Regions from separate parts of the Mus musculus genome. Here region 1 is linked to region 2. Evidence: chromatin contacts called from public HiChIP or PLAC-seq data. All regions are on one chromosome and are shown on one strand. The core of a region is the stretch at or near the end of the contact, and the rest is flanking DNA. Distances in the headings are between cores, read along the strand shown. Region 1 holds the start of Nme1 (NME/NM23 nucleoside diphosphate kinase 1). Region 2 overlaps Mbtd1 (mbt domain containing 1).

Region 1 (7,258 bases), core at 220-2,719, 60 kb after region 2:
GGGAAAGCAAACAAACAATGACTATGTTCTATCATAGATTGGGGAGGGACTCAGAAGGCCCAAGGCCTTATCCCTGCCTTGGGAGCTATTGGCAATTATTGGCAATTAAGGGGGGGGGGGCACTCTTCACTGATGTAGCCATGGGTAAACTGTCCATGCCACAGCAAATAACTCCTCTATCCATCAAGCAAGCAACTCCAATTAAACTCATTCAAACACACACAAACACACACACAGAGAGAAAAAATATAAGACATGAAAGTAGGAGAGAACTTGTTGGAAGAATTCAGGCTAGATGAGAGAGTGTAAGGGGAGAGGGTGAAATGACTAAATATATCACATACATGTAGAAAATTGTCAGAGAATAAAAAGATAAAAACTTGAAAGTCCATTATGTAAGACTAGCAATTAACATTTATTAAATTACATATTATGGGGAAAGGGCAATGAGTATTGTAACTAACCAATGAACTGTGGATTATGAGAAAAACCACAGCCCAATACCTAACATGGGGCATCATCCAGGAAGAAGACACCTGGAGAACATCCATTCCAGAATGTTCCATTTCCAGGGTACACTGCCTCACAAGATGAAAGGAGACTCCACCTTGAAAGACGATACCTAAGAGGACAGCAACACCGGCTCCTGGCTCTGTCTTTCTAAACTTGGGTTCACCTCTAATTTTATACCCTAAGAATGAGGCCTGAGCCAGCTAGACGGCCTAGCAGACCTTGAGTTGTACTACAAGCATGTGTTGGGTCCCACGAACCCGCTCCACAAAATTACCTTCTGGGGTTCACATGTGAGCTAGGGCATGCATGAACCTTTGCATGATCATTTTTGTTCCTGACTTCCTGTCCCTCTCGCCTGCCCGGTCTGTAAGCCAGTCCACCTATCTTTGATACCAAACCACGGGGTCTCGCAGTCAATAGGAGCAAAGAGCAGGCCTTAAGTGGCAATCGCGCCCCCCATAAAGAGAAAGACAGAAGCCACAGACTAGCTGGAGAATGTCTGAAGGAAAGATTATTCAGAAATGGCTGAAACATCCTCTATGAAAGCCTCTGCATACCGATCTCTCTTTCTTTCTCTCTTCACTCACATTCACACACACAGAGAGTGTCATTCATTCATTCAGCAAGCACCACCCGAGTACCAACTCTGTGCCCAACAGCGGACTGGAAAGAGAATAAGGCATAGCCCTGCCGCGAGCCGGACAGGAACTGCGGCCACGGACAAAGGCGAGCCCACGTGGCGTATCAAGCTGACAGGTCTGTACCTGGCCACAGCCTGCCATCTCCCTGCCTGCCATCTCCCTAACACCCCGCGGAGAGTGCACCCTTTAGTGAACGCCCACCTCCCTCCCCATTCACCTAAACCCTCAACTTGTCTCCTTGACTCTCAACTTGACCCCTCTTACCCCTTCAGATGACAAGGCTTTACCGCCGGCTGCGACTGCCCGCACCGGAAACGCTCCCCGGCCTCACGTGGTTCCCCGCAGCTGCTCGCACGGAACCTTTTCGGACAGTTCCGATTCAGGGGAGCCCTTTTAGCGGTACACCGCCGGTCCCCGCTTCTTCTGGGGAGTCGGATGTCATTCTAGGGAGCACTCGCCCAGTGTTTAACTTCCGACACTGGGTGTGGTGTTTTGGATTTTTTTACCCCCCCTGTCTGGCGGCCATCTTCTGTTTCTCCCCTACGGCTGCCTGTGACTCACTTCCTCCGTTCCCGAGAAAATCTAGTTTTTCCCGACAGGTGGCGCTCACACTGCATGAAGTCACAACTAGAGCTTCAGTGGCCGTGTCATTCCACCTTCCCTTCATTCTGTCAAGCAACAAATGTACTGAATCCTATGTGCCGGGTAGGAACATTCTAGAGCCTAGGGTTGAAGTTTACTTGGGAGCTTACTAGTAGGGTTGAGAATTGCGACAATAAAGAGAAAATTGATAGTGAACACACAGTGCAAGTGCTGATAAGAAAGAACAGAGCAGGGGGAAAAAATTAAGGCTGAGAAATCTCTGCAGAAGTGATAATCAAAAGGACCTACATGAAGGGAGAAAGCCCGTTATTACCTGAGAGCCAAGAATTATAGTGAATACCTGATGGTAGGAAACGCGGGAGGAGGGTTTTATTATTGTTGTTATTATTGTATGTAGGGTCTCATTATGTAACTCTGACTTTTCTGGAACTCACTGTGTAGATCAGGCTGGCCATGACCTCGCAGAGACTCCCTCTTAGTCTGCCTCCCGAGTTCTGGGATTAAAGGCATAACCACATCCGGCATTATTTATTTGTTTGCTTATTAAGATGTATTTATTTTATGTATGAGTGCTCTATCTGCATGTATACCTGCAGGCCAGAAAAAGGCATCAGATCCCATTATAGATGATTGTGAGCCACTACGTGACTGCTGGGGATTAAACTCAGGACCTCTGGAAGAGTAGACAGTGCTCTTCATCATTGAGCCATCTCTCCAGCCTCTTATTATTTATTTACATGTACACGCGTATGTCAGTGTATGAAGTGGTCAGTTCCAATGGCGGTGGAGTTACAAACAGTTGCGAGTGATCTGATGTGAGTGCTAGGAACGGAACTTGGGTCCTCTGCAAGGACAGTGTGTGCTTCATAGCCACTGGACCAGCTTGCCAGCCCAGATGATGTGTTTGTTTGCTTGCTTGCTTTTTTTGTTTTGTTTTTTGTCTTTTGTTTTTAATGAAATGGAGGGACTGGGGTGTTGGTCAAATGAGAAGGGCCTTGCCTGATGAATTCACAGCACTGGGAAGGCTGAAGCAGGATCATCAAGACTTAGAGGCCACCAGGATGACATAGAGAGAATATGTCTCTCAAAAAAACAGGCAGGTTAAAGAGCTCTGTGATTTCAAGACAAGCCTGATCTATATAGTGAATTACAGGCTAGTCAGCACAACTTAGCAAAAGCTTATCTCAAGCAAAACAAAGCAAAACAAACAAACAAAAAAGAGTCAAACACACATAGTCTAATTATAAAATGGGCAAAAGACAAGAATAGACTTTTCACAGGCAGAATATGCAGGGGGTGTGGAGGAGGAAAAGAAAAGCTATTGTCTCTAGCTCGGTGGGTAGAATGTTTGCTTGGCATGCACAGAGCCTTAGGTTGAATCCCCAACTTTACTTAGATTGGGTGTAGTTTCACAGGCCTGTAATCCCAGCACATCCAAGGTAGGTCAAAAGTTCAAGGTCATCCTAAGCTACACAGTAAGTTTGAAGTCTGCCTAGACTATAAAAGACTGATTTGAGAAGAAAAAGGGGGGTGGGGGGGGCTGGCAAGATGGCCCAACAGGTAATAGCACTGACTGCTCTTCTAAAGTCCTGAGTTCAAATCCCAGCAACCACATTATGGCTCACAACCACCTGTAGTGAGATCTAATGAGTCAGCTACAGTGTATTTATGTATAATAATAAATAAATCTTTATGCCGGACTGAGCAAGCAGACTTGATTGGAGCGAGTGGGGCTACTGCAGTGAGGAGAGGTCTGAAAAATTCAATTCCCAACAACCACTTGAAGGCTCACAACCATCTGTACAGCTACAGTGTACTCACATCCCTAAAATAAATAAATAATTCTTTTTTAAAAAGAAGAAGAAAGGAAAAAAAAAAAAAAAACCAGACATGGTAGCTCATACCTATGATCCCAGAACCTTCAGGGCTGAAGAACAGATAACCTTGAATTCAAGGCCAGTTTTACTTATGTATGGGTTTCCAGACTATGCATGTGCGCACACGCACACACACACACATGTTTAACTTCATTAGCCATTAGAGAGATATGAATTAAATCCGTGATGAGTTATCAGTACACTTGTAAAGATAGGAAAGTAAACTATAGCAACCACTTTCAGCTTTTGGGAAGCTAAATCAAGAGAGCTAAACATGTAAGGCTAGCCTGAACTACAACAGCAAGAATGTGCCTTAAAGCTGGGTATGATAAGGGCAGGAAAATCAAGAGCTCAAGGTCATCCTATGCCACTTAACGAATCTGAAATCCGCTTAGATTACATAGCACCCTATCTTGAAAAATAAAATTTTTAAAAAGGAGGGGCCAGTGATGATAACACTAAATATTATTGATGAGGTGAAATAGGATTTAGATTATTAATTAGAATTTAAATTATTCTGACTGAAAAAAAATTCGCTTGCTGGCTGAGGATACAGAACATTAGTAGAGCATATACAGAACCCTGAGCCCAATCTTAAAATGAGAAAAAGGAAAATTGACCTGCAGTCCCGGGTACTCGATAACACTAAATATTATTGATGAGGTGAAATAGGATTTAGATTATTAATTGGAATTTAAATTATTCTGACTGAAAAAAAAAATTTGCTTGCTGGCTGAGGATACAGAACATTAGTAGAGCATATACAGAACCCTGAGCCCAATCTTAAAATGAGAAAAAGGAAAATTGACCTGCAGTCCCGGGTACTCTGGATGCTGAAGCAAAAGAATCATGCTAGGTCAGGAGTTCAGGGCCAGCCTAGGAAACAGTGAGAATCTCATCTCTGAAAACAAGGAAAGACCTAGATTATAGCAAAAATTAAATACTGTATTATTTCATTCATGTGGCATTCTTTTGGTGTGGTAGATCAGATCTAGGGTCTCATAAATACTAAGTATATATGCTACCACTAAGCTACATATATCTTCAGCCTGTATAAAACATTGTTAAATAACAAGAAATTGGGAACGAATTAGTGGTTACCAGGAGTTAGGGATAAATACAGGGTACAAATATGTCTCCATAAAGAGGTAATCTAAGGAAATCCTGGAATAAATGATTGGGGGATTGAGACTATGGTGCCCAGGCTAACTCAGTCTCTTGAGTGCTAGAACTATTGGTATGAGCCACTATGCCTAGCCTATTTCAGAAAACATGAGTTGTTGCTTCTGGTTGGTTGGTTAGTTAGTTAGTTAGTTAGTTAATTGTTGGTTTTGTGTATGTGTGGTTTGTTTGGAAACGGCCTCAAGTAGATCAGGCTGGCTCAAGTGTATTATGTTGCTGGCCTAGTTCTGTATCTTGAGTGTGATGGCAATTGCTCAAATGTACATGTTGAAAGGTCGGCTAAGGAACTTTGGGAAGGTCATGAAACACTTGCCCCTCCAGAAGGGAGAGGTTAATTAACACTCCTCAGACTACAGGGCTGGAACTGACCTACCGGTGGGAACACATTCCTAAAGATGGACCTTTGCCCACCTCAGACAAGGGAAGTCCTTGTCACCTCATTCCCTAAAGACCAATCAATTTAAAGGGTGCACTGTTCCGCCAATCATATTGTGCCTAGTTGCTGATGCTCTAGTCCACCCCTAGAAACCCTGTAAAAACTTGCTGAATGGGCACCGGAGGGTCGCTTCCTTCGTGTCTGGGATGATCCAGTGCACTGGAACAATAAATTCCTCTTGCTTTTTGCATCGATCCCGGCTCCACGTGGTTCACTCAGGGGTCCCCAGTAAGCTAAGGCTCTCTGGAGTCTTACAATGTGTAACAAAGTTCTGAGAAGTCATAAATATGTGACTTAAATGAACTCGGGAAAAACTGACGAGAGCAGAATCCATGTGGGTAACAAGGATGACAGTTTTCTGATTTGTTTTTGTTCCTGTTTTACTTCGCTTGGGGTTTTTGTTTTCCTTGTCGTTGTATGGAAGTAGTTGTTCTATGAAGTATTTCATTTTCTATGTAGTCCAGGCTGGCCTCCAATTTACAGCATTTCTTCCTTACCCTTGGCTACCCTGGAACTCACTATGTACACCAGGCTGGTCTTGAACTCAGAGATCTACCTGCTTCTGAGTACTGGGAATAAAGGCATGTGCCACCACTGCCTGGCTTTAAGTTGCCTTTTTAAGGTTACTTGATCACAGTAACAGTCACTAAAATGAACAAACATGGTCTGTCTTAGTTGCCTTATAAAAGAAATTATTTAATTAGGGGCTCCCTGTTGCAGAAGGCTAGGGTGGGTGCATGGCATCAGGAAGGCAGGTGTGAACTGATCTACAAGTGGAAGGAAGAGAGAGATGGCTAACTGGGAATGTCATGTGCTTGTGAAACCTCAAAGCGCAATGGCACACCTCCTCCAAGAAGGCCACATCTCCTAACCCTTCCCAAATACTTCCAACTGGGAAACAAGTATTCAAATTATATGTGCCTGAGAAGGGCCAATCTCACTCAAACCAATACTTTGTCTTAAAAACAACAACCATGAAACAAAACAAAAAGGAACAAAACAAAAAGGTGGGTCTGTTGACGCAGCCCTTCACTTCCAGGAACTTGGCAGGCAGGCTAAGACAAAAGGATCACAAGTTCAGTGCTGCAGAGTGACTTTAAACCAGCTCTGGCAATTGTGTGTGACCTTGTTTCAAAATATAAGGCACATAAACAGCTCGGGACGTAAGCTCTATAGTAGAGCACTCTGGCATGCGCAAGCTCTGGGTTCAGTCGCCAGGACAATGAACTGCTCTAACTTTTCTCCACAGTGTTTCATCTTGAAAACCTTTCCTGTAATATAAGCAATATCCTGGCCAAATCTGAGTAGAGGTCCCTGAGGAGAGCGCCTCAGGCTATTGCCCAGCCCGCAGTGAGTCCCAACACCCTCGGCCAGTGGCAGAAAAAAAAATAGTTGAGACTAAAATAGTAGTCCAAGTGACAAACCAAGATGGTTTGCAAACAGTGCTGACTGAAGAGCAAGATATATTAGAATATCCATTTACACTGATTGAGCCCAGGTCTGGGTGATGGGTAAGATGTAGACCATGAGAGAAAGAAGGGCTCAATGTGGCCTTCCTGGGATTTTTTTTTTTCCATTTTTGGAAAGGGGTTGTGCCTGATGGTGCTCATGAGTAATCTCAATATTGGAAGCAGGAGGATGGAGTTCAAGGTCATCCCTAGCTACTAGGATCCATTAAGAACCTGTCTCAGAGCTGGGCGTGGTGGCACACGCCTTTAATCCCAGCACTTGGGAGGCAGAGGCAGGCAGATTTCTGAGTTCGAGTTTTTCTGAATTCTGAGATTTCTGAGGTCTACAGAGTGAGTTCCAGGACAGCCAGGGCTACACAGAGAAACCCTGTCTCAAAAAAACAAAAACAAACAAACAAACAAAAAAGAACCTGTCTCGGGCTGGTGAGATGGCTCAGCGGGTAATACTGCTCTTCTGAAGGTCCTGAGTTCAAATCCCAGCAACCACATGATGGCTCACAACCATCCATAATGAGATCGGGTGCAAAATAAAACCAC
Region 2 (7,174 bases), core at 3,614-6,113:
TAAAGCATGAGCTACCATGCCCAACTTAAAAGCCTTTATCTTGATGCTTCCTCTGCCTGTTCCAAAAGCAGGTATTCAAGGGTCACCCTTTGGTGTGATTTGGGGGGGTGGAGGGGGGTTGGTTTGTTTTTTGTTTTTTGTTTTTTTTTTTTTGGTTTTTTTTGGTTTTTTTTTTTTTTTTTTTTTTTTGGTTTTTTTTTTTTTGGTTTTTTGAGACAGGGTTTCTCTGTGTATCCCTGGCTGTCCTGGAACTCTTTTTGTAGACCAGGCTGGCTTCAAACTCAGAAATCCACCTGCCTCTGCCTACCCAAGTGCTGGGATTAAAGGCGTGTGCCACCACCACCCGGCTAAGGGTCACCCTTTGTATTCTCGGGGTCTCATTACCTCATATGTGTAACACCATTCCTAGGGAGACAAGAACAAAAGTCTACTCACCTCACTTAGATAACTAATGACAAACCAAAGTAAGGATACCACCCAATTCCAATGTGGTGAGTCAGTGGGTTTGATTAGGGTTACTTTCAGGGCCGTAGGTAAAGGGTTACTTAAAAGGAGCAGAAATGACAGCTCTATCTCCAAAGCCCATCCCCACATTTTGTGACAGCTCAAGCTGAAAGCCTGAAGCATACTGCTTCCGTATGGTCGCTGCTCAGATGGTTTCTGCTCTTGCAGACACTGTCTCTCAGCAGTCCTTAGCTTGGGGAGGAGGCGTCTCATGTACCTGGTCAGTTTCAGGGACTTCGGCAGGCTTTGAGTTGCTTGCTTCTTAAGTTAAGGAGTTTCCCTAAAAGATGGCATTTCACCTTGCCTTTAAAATATCCTTTGTCTTAACAAGCTTAATTCCAAGAGGAATGCTTTGTCTCCAGAATAGTGATATGTAGTACTTCCCTGAGGAGGGTGTCACCATTGAGTATGCTGCCAGCCCCATCTTATTCTGTTGCCACATAACTGCTCCATTAAGAACTGTGCCTGCTATGTACACTGTTCTGCCTGTGCCCTCAGTTATGGTGGAGGTATACAGTTTGATAAGTAGTTATTGGGTAACTAAAAGAAAAAACTCAAGTTCTCAGGTAAAGTCAGGTTGATCAAAATTCTGTGTTCATGTCGCCACGCTATCAAGTGATTCATTCATTACCACCTACCCCATAAGTGTAAAATAGAAAAACTTTTCTTTTGGAATTGCCTTTAGAATTTCATTATTTTTTTTAATATTCCAATAGTATCAAATCTTGACTCTTTGAAGATAGATGTAATTATAAAACTACCCAAAAGTTACTCAGAGCAATAGAAGTGTTCTTTGGGGTTAGGAGTTGTGGCAACATTATTAGTGCATGCAAAATCTTCCAAGTGTCCTAAGTCAAATATTCTTTAGGGTATAATATTTCCATTGTGTGATCTGAGCAACCAAGTTGGGCACAGTAGGACACATCTATGTATTCTCAGTCACTCAGCTCTCAGAAGGCTTAAGGCCAGCGTTAGGCAAACCTGCCTCAAAATAAGAAAGAGTGCTGGGAAGATTGCTCCGTGGTTGATGTTCTTCCAGGGGACACAGGTTCAGTATCCATCACCCACGTGGCAGTTCACAACTGTCTATAACTCCAGTTCCAGAGGATCCAGTGGCCTCTTCTGACCTTTATGAATACCAGGCACACATTCATGCAGGCAAAACACCCATACACTTTTTTTTTTTTTTAAGAAATTTGGAATATTTGAAAAGGATACAGATGTTGTCTGCTAAGCCTGCAGCCTATTATCGCAGCAGTTTGGGAGGCTGAGTGGGAGGATCACCTGAGTTTGAGGCCAGCCCAAGCAGAAACAGACCCTTTCCCAATAAACAACAACACAAGTATCAGTGCTCAGTACTAGGTTTTCACTTGTCAAATCTGACTTAGCTGAATTTGTGTTAAGGGCTTGTAAAGGGGATGTGTATGTGCATTGTGTCATGTCACTGGTTTCTTCTACGAAGACAGAACATTCTTCACAATCCAAAAGAAAAAGCAGACTGGTTCGGGATGTTTGACGGCTATGATAGCTGCAGTGAGGACACAAGTAGCAGCTCCAGCTCTGAGGAGAGTGAAGAAGAAGTTGCTCCTTTACCTTCCAATCTCCCAATCATCAAGAATAATGGACAAGTCTACACATACCCAGATGGTAAATCTGGCATGGGTGAGTGTCTGCACTTTGACCTGTTGTGTGACTTTACCTTTGAGCTTGTGTTTTCATTGGACCTTTTGCTAAGTTCTGTTTCATTTTATTTTATTTTGAGATAGTGTGTTGCTATAGCTCAGACTTGTCTAGAACTTAGAATCGTCCTGTCTTTGTCTCCGAAGTGCTGAGATTATAAACAATGGCACCATGCTTGCTCTGGCCCATAGGTTTGTTTGTTTCTCAATATGAATGGTTGTGAGCCACCATGTGATTGCTGGGATTTGAACTCACGACCTCCAGAAGAGCAGTCATTGCTCTTAACCGCTGAGCCATCTCAGCAGTCCTCCCTTAGAATTCTTAAAGGACTGTTTTAAGAGACTGAGCCTCAAAGTCAGGAGTTTCAGGTGACGTCAGAGAGTTTGTGTTTCATTTCTTTGTCGTTGCCATCCTATCTTCCAGTGGGGAACAAGTAGAACAAAATCATAAACAACATATTAGTACACAATAAATTCAGTTAATGACTATCTCTAAAGAGCTGAATGAAAGTGGGAGTGCTCATACAGTTTTTAAAAACAATCAGTGCTTACTCTGTGATAATTTATTCTAATATTTGAGACAGAGGTTGGGGACATTGCGTTTCAATGTTTTGAGGATGGGTTGGTTGGTTTTCATAACAGGTTGCACTGTAAATCACAGGCTGGCCTGAAACTGAGATAGTACTCCTGCCTCAGCTTGGCCCACTGGGCCTGGCACATAAGTTATCACCTCTAGTAATAAGGTGCTATCTATCTTACACAAAGAGTGGTCTTGTTTTTTTAGTAATTCTCAGTACTAAAATATGCTTTAGATTGAACCAAACTTAACCTGTTTTGATTGTTTTTTATTCTGTTGTAATGTTGTTTTTAAGACTAAACTAGGGGCCAAGAAGTAGTGCTTCCCTAGCATGCAAGGCCCTGGGTTCTGTTATTGGGACCACAAATAAAAAAGCATGCATATGTATGGACTATGCAGGGAAGCCCTCCCAGAAACAATTTTTCCTATAAAAATCAACTTCAGTGTTTGAGATAATCACTCAGTTAGTACAGTGCTTGCTATGCAAGCGTGGGGACCTGTGTTTGATCCCCAGGTTACATATAAAAGCCAAGTGTCTACTCATAATTCCAACTAGCCCTAGGCTGGTGGGGAGGGAAATCCATGGAGCTCGTTGGAAACCTAACCTGCTTGGCAAGCTTTGAACCAGACTGTTTCAAGAAAACAAGGATGGCACCTAAGGAACCACAGCTGAAGTTGACCCCTTGCTTCCATACACACAAGCAGTGCACATGAGTCTAGCCTGCTGTGTATACACTGTCACAGAACTTCATTTATCAAAGCCCACTAGAATCAATGTGGTAGTGCATCCACTAATCCCAACAGCAATTGAGAGTTTGAGGCCAGCCTGGGCTATATAATGAGACCTTGTCTGGGGAACAAAACAAAGGATAACCCAATTAATTAAAATGATCATAGGACCAAGCATTATGGGGCACTCCTTTGATCTCAGCACTCTGGAGACAGGTAAAAGGATCTATCCGGGTTCAAGGCTACCCTGGTCTACATAGCAAGTTCCACGACAGGCAAGATTTCATAGAGATAAACTATGTCTCAAAAAAAAAAAAAAAAAAAAAAAAAAAAACACGTATGAAAGGAAAGATAGATATGCAGCACAGCAGTAGGGCTCTTTCTTTCGTGGAAAGATACTGTGTTACCTAGCACCACAAACCAGAAAAGAAGAATTTCCTAGGTGTATACTACTTCAACTGATATTTCTTGGTCATGGCTAACAAAACTATTTGAAAACTTATGTCAGAAATATTGACCTTAGCATGCTGGTGGACACCTTTAATCCCAGTGCTTGGGAAACAGAGGCAGGCAGAGCTCTGTAAGTTCAAGGCCATTCTACATAGTGAATACCTGAATTCCGGACCAACCAGGGCTACATAGTGAGAGCCTGTCTTAAAACAACAACAACAAAAAATTAGTTTCTATTGCTACATGTTGTTGCTGTGGTTTGGTGATGTCACACCAGTGTGGAAAATCATATCACAAAGGAGCAGTGCAGTTTGACGTTGTATAATTCTTGTCAAGGATTCATTGTCCACTTGACTCATTTTGTTTTGTTGGAGAAAGAATCTCACTGTGGAGACCAGGCCCGCTTTTGTCTCCCAAGTGCTAGGATTAAAACTGTGCACCACTATGATAGCCTTTTTTAAAATAAAGATAATTAGCGATCTCTTAATGATCTAGAATGTGTACGAGGAACTATTCCGTTTTTTCTCTGCTGGACACAAAGCCTTAGATTTTGGGTATTCTGTCTTATTTCCATTTTTCATGTATTCGTAAGTACCATTATGCTACAGGTGGCTTTAGCCTAACCATTTGGGTGAGACATTAACCTATTAACCTGTTGGGTTTCTTCCCCAGCTTCCCTTAGGTCATAATAAGGATTAAACCTAGAGCCTCATGAATGCTACTTTCCTGCCACTAAACTGTGTCCCAGCCCACTTTTTAGCGAGACAGGATTTTACAGTTAACCACACTGGCCTTGAATTCACTCTGCAGCTGAGGTATACCTTCAACCTCTCAGCCCTTATGCCTCAGCCTGGCTGCACAGACAGACCCAGCTCTGTCTGTCATTCTTGGATTTCGGTTCTTGTGACATTTGTTTATGTAATTCTGCCTTTTAAACTATTAAGCATTATGTAATACCCACCAGAAACTTAGCTGTCTCTTGCCCAACTAGTTACTAGTCGACTTCTACCTCAAAATTGAAGCTTGCCCCATCCTTCTACATCCTCTGAACATAATTTGACAGGATCCTCTTAGTTTTTCTAAATACTTGTCCTTTTTTTTTTGCAGTGTTTCAAAGGCTTTTGCTATCATTTTGTTAATCCTCAACTACATTGCAGTCCTCTTCCTCATAACCTATTTAAAAGCTAAAATTCAAAACACATAACAAATATATGTATCAATATGTATGAAAATGCCTGCTATCACATGATAAGCATTAGGAAAAAATCTTAGTTGAAAACAGGGTCTGTCTCTGTATACACACACACACACACACAGGTACACACACACACACAGAGATACACACACACACAGATACACACACACACACAGATACACACACACACAGATACACACACACACACACACACAGGTACACACACTCACTCTCGGGGACATGCATCAGCATACTCTCAACCGTTTTAAAGCCTCTAGGCCTTCAGGGAATTACTGGACTTCGGGGCCACCACCACCACAGCAGCATCAAGTCCTGGCTGTAACTTTTCTCTATCATTTGTGTAAGAGATGGGAAAAAATAATTCATTGCATAGTTTTAGATAAATCCCATTAAACAGGCAGAGACTTTGATGTTATTATATAACATTGATGCCGATGCTTTTCTCTTATTGATTAGCTACCTGTGAGATGTGTGGGATGGTCGGTGTGCGAGATGCTTTTTACTCTAAAACGAAACGTTTCTGCAGTGTTTCCTGTTCAAGAAGTTACTCGTCAAACTCTAAGAAGGCAAGCATTCTGGCCAGACTTCAGGTAACGGTACAGAAACCTTCTTATTCTTCCTGTTTCCCATGGCTTTCACGCCCAGTCATCTGACTGAGTCACTGCACTCCACCTCTTCCCATGGGCCCGTGGTTTACAGCCTGTACTGTTAGGAATGTATGAGCCACGAGTGGTATACACTGAAGCATCTTACACAGTGAAAGCATGCTATCCAAGATAAGCTGTAAATAATCTGTATAAATGAATAAGACCTTTTCCCACATAAGTACAATTAAACACCTTGTTCTATGTAGAACTTAACAGCTATTCTCTCTGGTGGTCCTCCCCCCAATTTGTCCTTCATTTCCTATCAAGGCAGAGAATGATTCATTTTGGAGGTCCTTCTGTTTGGTTTTCTTCCCTCAACTTTGCTCTGTACTTTGGATTTTGTTCTTTGTTCTTAGGGTTTTTATTGCTGGGGTGAACCCCAACTTTAAACAGCAGGTTCAGCTTTGTACTTTGAGTACATCCAGTTTGATACCTTAACCAAATATGTTTGATTGACATAACTCACCTTTTTTAAAACATCCATGAAATAAAAAGAAAATCATCCTCTTTTAAATATATATATTAGTGCTGACCAAGTACTGGTGTCTTGACTTACTTAACTCCGTTGTTAACATACCATCTAAAAATTTCTTAAGGCATTATAGTACTGATTTTTGTAATTATCTTTTGTATGATCACAGTTTTTCTCTCTCATTTAATGTACTGTGATCATTACATAGCACTGAAAGAGTTATTTAAATCCCCTAGATGAAGGAAATACATCACTTAGATGTATTTCTATATTTCAGATAGACAGTTCCCAAAGATCCTGAGCAGTGGTCTGTACCCAAATGGATGCAGTTTGTCACACTGAATTTGGCCATGATCATTATGTCACTGACCTTTTGCGTTAGCACTAAAGGTATAAACCTCAGTCACTTGCTCTTTGACCATTCAGTTGACTGCTCTCACCATATCAGTAGCATTGCTTTGCAACTGCATGACTGAATAACCCTGGTTCTGTCTACTCTAAGAAGAAGTTGAATATCCACCACAGCCTGTATTTTAACATTTTATTAAATGGGGTATAATTTTTATTAACATATTAATTCGCATATTGCTGTTTTAGTCTGTGCCAGCTCTACTTCCCATATTAGATAACTACATTGTAGCGGAACTCAGAAAGGAAAAAAAACCTCTAATGTTAAAGTTCCTTGTATGTGTTCTCTGCTTTAATAATTTTCTAAACCCTCAGTATTTAAGCAGAATGAGTAGTATGAAGTCATGTTAGATTTTGGTTGTGAAGGGATGAAGAAGAATCCTATTTACTTAACTTTTCTTGTTTCAGGGTAAGCCTCCAACAAAGAAAGCAAAAGTCCTTCAAAAACAACCTTTAGTTGCTAAATTAGCTGCCTATGCCCAGTATCAAGCT

What was found. HiChIP or PLAC-seq counts read pairs in DNA pulled down with a chosen protein or histone mark.
Region 1: a CTCF HiChIP or PLAC-seq map of the NIH/3T3 cell line shows a contact between it and region 2, with 14 read pairs. The contact joins the promoter of Nme1 here to the enhancer-like site in region 2. A contact is called at or near these places in 1 of 39 promoter capture datasets (macrophages), 1 of 15 datasets of contacts at CTCF or cohesin (the NIH/3T3 cell line), 4 of 115 datasets of contacts at active chromatin or transcription factors (the SCID.adh cell line and embryonic stem cells) and 3 of 9 other capture datasets (adipose tissue, liver and pancreatic islet).

What each region holds. Positions count from the first base shown.
Region 1 is chr11:93,966,803-93,974,060 of GRCm38.p6, forward strand. It overlaps Nme1 (NME/NM23 nucleoside diphosphate kinase 1), which reads right to left and starts at 1,470. Exons shown (of 5, transcript NM_008704.3): 1 at 1,419-1,470. Gm35198 (a long non-coding RNA gene) reads left to right here and starts at 1,703. Exons shown (of 3, transcript XR_388959.3): 1 at 1,703-1,859.
Region 2 is chr11:93,903,193-93,910,366 of GRCm38.p6, forward strand. It overlaps Mbtd1 (mbt domain containing 1), which reads left to right. Exons shown (of 16, transcript NM_134012.4): 2 at 1,967-2,166; 3 at 5,612-5,745; 4 at 7,091-7,174. The coding sequence starts at 2,013. Among named protein-coding and RNA genes, the nearest start is that of Mbtd1, 21 kb to the left of the region's middle. Within about 2 kb of position 4,864, at least 39 of the 459 cell types and tissues checked have an H3K27ac peak or open chromatin away from gene starts, as enhancers often do. A contact at or near this core is called in the NIH/3T3 cell line and adipose tissue, where this site is marked.